2 separate regions of the Pan troglodytes genome follow, and region 1 is linked to region 2. A link is a contact called in public HiChIP or PLAC-seq data. All regions are on one chromosome and are shown on one strand. Each heading gives the region's core, a stretch centred on a gene start, on an enhancer-like site or on the middle of the called end of the contact. The rest is flanking DNA. Distances are from core to core; before and after follow the strand shown.

Region 1 (2,700 bases), core at 147-2,646, 950 kb before region 2:
TTCAGCATCAGAGCCAATGTTTTCTTGACTTTCGGCATTTGTGTACTAGATTCATGATTCTTGCCATTATGAATGCCATGTATACTATTTATCTAGGTGTTCTTTAAATTATCTCACTGCTAAAAGCTTAAATAAATGCATTTTAAGAGGAAACCGTATGTCACTACCACAAATGGAAACCTGACGTTATTCCTCATAAATAGAAATAACTGTAAAATGAACAAAATGAACAAAATGAAGAGAGAGCCTATCATTAAATTCTACTGCAATGAAAGCTCTGAGCCTGAGGCCTGCTCTTCGGATGAAAAAATGGAAATTTCCAAATGACCGTGGTATTAAGGACCTAATAGCAACAGAAATTTTCTCCTGTATGTAGTCTGAAGGTTGAACAAAATGGAAGAGGAATAACTTTCTCACGATGTGATTCACTCTTATTTAGCATTTCTCGGCCATCTTATGTAGCAACGAATGTTTGCATCTGACTTTGAGAAACACTACACTAAACCGTAAGCGTTGAACAGGGGATCAATAATTCACTGCATTTTGGGCAATCTTTAAGACGATGTCCACAGCTTCTTACAGCCACTGTGTCCTCATTTATCTTTCTCCCTTTACGTATCTCCCAAACTCCTTTCTTTTCTTTCCCTAGCCTTTCCATTTCTCCACCCAGTTGTTTCTCTTCTCATGATTTGTAAGTGCTCCTAGTATAATTTCTTAATGCCCATCTCCAATCCCCGTTTCATTCTTCTCTTAACGCCCTTTGCTTTCCACAGTCTCTACTTTTTTTTTTTCTTACCTCTTTTTCTGGGGGGAAGGGGGGCGGGTCTCCCATCACTTCTTTCCTTTTTTTTTATTTCCCTTTCTTCTTTCTCAGTATCTTCCCTTCTCACCCTTCCATTCCCTTGCTTTCCCTGTCCCACCTCTTCCTTCTCTCTAAGGGTCTGATTTTTTTTCCTCTCCATCTCGGCCTCCCGCCCCCTCTTTGGAAACTTTCCTGGCTCCCCGGATTTCTCACTCCCCTGAGCATTCTTCATCCTCTCAATCTCTCTCTTCCCTTTCTCAACATCACCCCTCCCTATGTACCATCCCCGCGAAATCAATTCCCAAGACAGCTTCCACTCATCTAGACATCTTCTTGCCCCTTTCCAAGGTCTCCCTCTCGCCCCTCCAGGAAGATCCTGGAGCCACCAGCCTCCGCCGCGGCCCCTGGACCGCCCGTGCCTGGGTGGGCCCCAGAAGCTGGGTGCGAAGGTCCTTGCCGGTCGGCGTGCTTGGAACGGCGGGGCGTGGACGGAGACCCCAGATTTACCATCGCGGAGGCCGCGAAACTCTGGGCTCAGGCCGGCGGCACAGCCTCCCGGGATGTCAACAACGCTACCCGCCGTTGCTAGGAGACAAAGAAGGAAGTGGCCCCACGGAAGCGTCAGGGCTGCGCCTGCGCGCTCGCGAGTCGGCTTTTTCGCCCTGACCGCGCTCCTGATGCCTCCCGGCCGCCGTAGGCGAAGGTTCGCGGAAGAGGGGAGCAGACGCTCGCCTGAGGTTCGCCCAGTCCTGGAGCGGTGGGTCCCGGGAGGGAAGAGGGAAGTGGGTCAGGCTCCCGGCCTGTGTTTGTCCATTCATTCATTCATTGAGGCACGAATTAATGTAATAACCACTTATTCGTTCAAAAACTGCTGATTCACCACCCACCAGGTGCCAGGGAGACGGACAAAATGCACCAAACAAAATGCATGAAACAGTACTGGAAGCAGTAATGTCCACGTGTGATACTTGCCCTGGAGCAAGTAAGGAGGGGACAGGACCATCTGACTTCGGGGTTGGGCTGCTCTAGGGGTTTGGTGATAGTCTTAGCTGCCTGTGACCGTCCATTAGTACTGCCCTGTTCAGGGCAGATACTGTTCGCTCGCCTCCCAGTAGTTTTTATATTGAAGAAAAATATATCAGAGCATCAAATAGTACAACCTTATGTACTTAAAAAAATTACTTTCTATCTGTCTACTCTGAGATCAGTAGAGTAAGCACAGTTGCACATTTTATGTTCTCACCTAGTTATAGCACCCTCTTCCTGTTCTCAACTCCGTTGAAGAGTTGCTACTTGTCAGTATTTCTGTTAGTTGTCAGTATCCATTAGGATCTGTATTTTTGCCATTTTAAAAATCAACAGTTCTGAGTTACTAAAAAATTGCAAGTGGTAGTTCTGGAGGTTCTATACGTTGCCATAGAAGAGCATCTCATTGGGTGTTTAAGGAACTGTTGGAGGAAACACGTTAAAGATCAGTTAGGAATGGTGAGAAGTCACTTGACCTTTTGAGGGACATTGATAATATCCTTATAGCCTAGGAGGAAAAGAGCCACTATTGTACGAAGAAGCACAGCAGGAAAATTTTATGGCTGGAGTCATGTTATGACTTCCTGAGGTTAGAGGAGGACAAATATTGATTACAAAATACAAGCTGTAAGTTGGGAATGCATCTTCATAGGGACCATGCCATAACAACTTCCTGTAATACTGATTCTGTTTGTGCATCCATTTCCAGAAAGTAGTCTCACACTAAACAAGGCATGCATCGTGCTAGGAATGTCAACTGGATTCTGAATGGTCCATGTTAGGGGTGCTCTGGGACAGTTTTGAACTCATTGGCAGGCTTGGACTCGATGATCCATTTCAACTCCACATCTGTCATTTTATTATATTAACTA
Region 2 (2,700 bases), core at 110-2,609:
AGGTCAGATTTCGTAAGGGGATGGGTGAGTGTGAGTGTGTGTGTGTGTGTGTGTGAGAGAGAGAGAGAGAGCGAGCGCGCAATATGAGTCTCAAAGGCCAAACTGCGGCCAGTCAGGAGCCGGAAGGCTGAGCCCGGCTGACCTGACTTTGAGCTTCCCCGGAGTTATCTCGCATAGGCGCTCGCTCTGTCCAAGGGCACGCGACGCCAGCGGGCAGCCAGTCTCCGTGAAGAATGGCCTCTAAACAACTTATTTTACCTCCTTGTAAAGAGAGTGATAAAATGGGCTTTCCCTCTCCACGGATGCCCAGCCTTCTGGGCAGGCGCACGGCCGGGCGGCGCCCAGCCCGCAGTCCCGATCCGGACACCCCACTGCATCCCTCCCTTCCCGGTCCCTTCCCCGCACGGGCGCCCGAGAGACGGACAAAGAGTTGGGGCCAAGTTTGAGCGCCGGGCACGGCCAGGCTCAGGGAAGGAAGGTCCCCGGCAGACACCTGGGTACCAGAGTTGGTGCGAGGAGGAAAAGCTGGGAGGCGAATTCACAATCCTGGGGGTGGAGGGCAGGCAGGGGAGGGGAATCAGGCCAATCCCAGCCGAGTGAGCCCCCAGCGAGCTGGGGTTCCGGATGGGAGGCCTGTCTCGCGCTCCAAAGAAAAGCAAACCGTCCTCCTAGGTCCGCCCGGATTGCCGAAGCCCCTCTGGAAAAACTCCTTCCCCTCTTACACCAAACTTTGCGTCGGGCCTCGTTCCCTCCCGGGTAGGCAGCGGCGCAGGAAGGGTTAAGCCAGCCCGTCCCAGCTGACAGTCAGCTGATTGGGCCCTGATTGACAGCTCCGAAAAGTTTCCTTGTTTCTATACTATTATGCTAATCGCGGCCGCTCTCGCTGCCTCCCATTGGCCCGGAGTGCCAGTCAATTTCTCATTTGGACCTGACGTCACGAGTGCTATAAAACTCAGCAATTGCTTTAAACTCTTCTTGCTGGATCAGAGGCTTTAAAATCTTTTTTCATCTTCGAGCTGTAGCTCGGGCTGCTTGTCGGCTTGGCCTCCCCCTCCCCCCTTTGCTCTCTGCCTCGTCTTTCCCCAGGACTTCGCTATTTTGCTTTTTTAAAAAAAGGCAAGAAAGAACTAAACTCCCCCCTCCCTCTCCTCCAGTCGGGCTGCACCTCTGCCTTGCACTTTGCACAGAGGGAGAGAGCGCGCGAGGGAGAGAGAGGAAAGAAAAAAAATAATAAAGAGAGCCAAGCAGAAGAGGAGGCGAGAAGCATGAAGTGTTAACTCCCCCGTGCCAAGGCCCGCGCCGCCCGGACAGACGCCCGCCGCGCCTCCAGCCCCGAGCGGCCGCCGCGCGCGCCCTGCCTGCAGCCCGGGCCGGCGAGGCGAGCCCTTCCTTATGCAAAGCGCGCAGCGGAGCGGCGAGCGGGGGACGCCGCGCACCGGGCCGGGCTCCTCCAGCTTCGCCGCCGCAGCCACCACCGCCGCCACCGCAGCTCGCGGAGGATCTTCCCGAGCCTGAAGCCGCCGGCTCGGCGCGCAAGGAGGCGAGCGAGCAAGGAGGGGCCGGGGCGAGCGAGGGAGCACATTGGCGTGAGCAGGGGGGAGGGAGGGCGGGCGCGGGGGGCGCGGGCAGGGCGGGGGGGTGTGTGTGTGAGCGCGCTCGGAGGTTTCGGGCCAGCCACCGCCGCGCAAGCTAGAAGCGCCCCAGCCCGGCAAGCTGGCTCACCCGCTGGCCACCCAGCACAGCCCGCTGGCCCCTCTCCTGCAGCCCATCTGGCGGAGCGGCGGCGGCGGCGGCGGCAGGAGAATGGCATCAGAACTGGCAATGAGCAACTCCGACCTGCCCACCAGTCCCCTGGCCATGGAATATGTTAATGACTTCGATCTGATGAAGTTTGAAGTGAAAAAGGAACCGGTGGAGACCGACCGCATCATCAGCCAGTGCGGCCGTCTCATCGCCGGGGGCTCGCTGTCCTCCACCCCCATGAGCACGCCGTGCAGCTCGGTGCCCCCTTCCCCCAGCTTCTCGGCGCCCAGCCCGGGCTCGGGCAGCGAGCAGAAGGCGCACCTGGAAGACTACTACTGGATGACCGGCTACCCGCAGCAGCTGAACCCCGAGGCGCTGGGCTTCAGCCCTGAGGACGCGGTCGAGGCACTCATCAGCAACAGCCACCAGCTCCAGGGCGGCTTCGATGGCTACGCGCGCGGGGCGCAGCAGCTGGCCGCGGCGGCCGGGGCTGGTGCCGGCGCCTCCTTGGGCGGCAGCGGCGAGGAGATGGGCCCCGCCGCCGCCGTGGTGTCCGCCGTGATCGCCGCGGCCGCCGCGCAGAGCGGCGCGGGCCCGCACTACCACCACCACCACCACCACGCCGCCGGCCACCACCACCACCCGACGGCCGGCGCGCCCGGCGCCGCGGGCAGCGCGGCCGCCTCGGCCGGTGGCGCTGGGGGCGCGGGCGGCGGTGGCCCGGCCAGCGCTGGGGGCGGCGGCGGCGGCGGCGGCGGCGGAGGCGGCGGGGGCGCGGCGGGGGCGGGGGGCGCCCTGCACCCGCACCACGCCGCCGGCGGCCTGCACTTCGACGACCGCTTCTCCGACGAGCAGCTGGTGACCATGTCTGTGCGCGAGCTGAACCGGCAGCTGCGCGGGGTCAGCAAGGAGGAGGTGATCCGGCTGAAGCAGAAGAGGCGGACCCTGAAAAACCGC

What was found. HiChIP or PLAC-seq counts read pairs in DNA pulled down with a chosen protein or histone mark.
Region 1: a contact with region 2 is called in an H3K4me3 HiChIP or PLAC-seq map of stem cell-derived excitatory neurons, with 4 times the contacts expected there. The contact joins the promoter of DYNLRB2 here to the promoter of MAF in region 2. A contact is called at or near these places in 1 of 7 Hi-C or Micro-C datasets (stem cell-derived neural progenitor cells) and 1 of 1 datasets of contacts at active chromatin or transcription factors (stem cell-derived excitatory neurons).

The regions. Positions count from the first base shown.
Region 1 is chr18:78,691,899-78,694,598 of NHGRI_mPanTro3-v2.0_pri, reverse strand. It overlaps DYNLRB2 (dynein light chain roadblock-type 2), which reads right to left and starts at 1,396. Exons shown (of 7, transcript XR_010152641.1): 1 at 1,310-1,396. LOC104002686 (a long non-coding RNA gene) reads left to right here and starts at 1,448. Exons shown (of 4, transcript XR_675071.5): 1 at 1,448-1,559.
Region 2 is chr18:77,744,349-77,747,048 of NHGRI_mPanTro3-v2.0_pri, reverse strand. MAF (MAF bZIP transcription factor) reads left to right here and starts at 1,359. Exons shown (of 2, transcript XM_511123.7): 1 at 1,359-2,700. The coding sequence starts at 1,804. It overlaps LOC104002681 (a long non-coding RNA gene), which reads right to left and starts at 871. Exons shown (of 2, transcript XR_008540073.1): 1 at 1-871.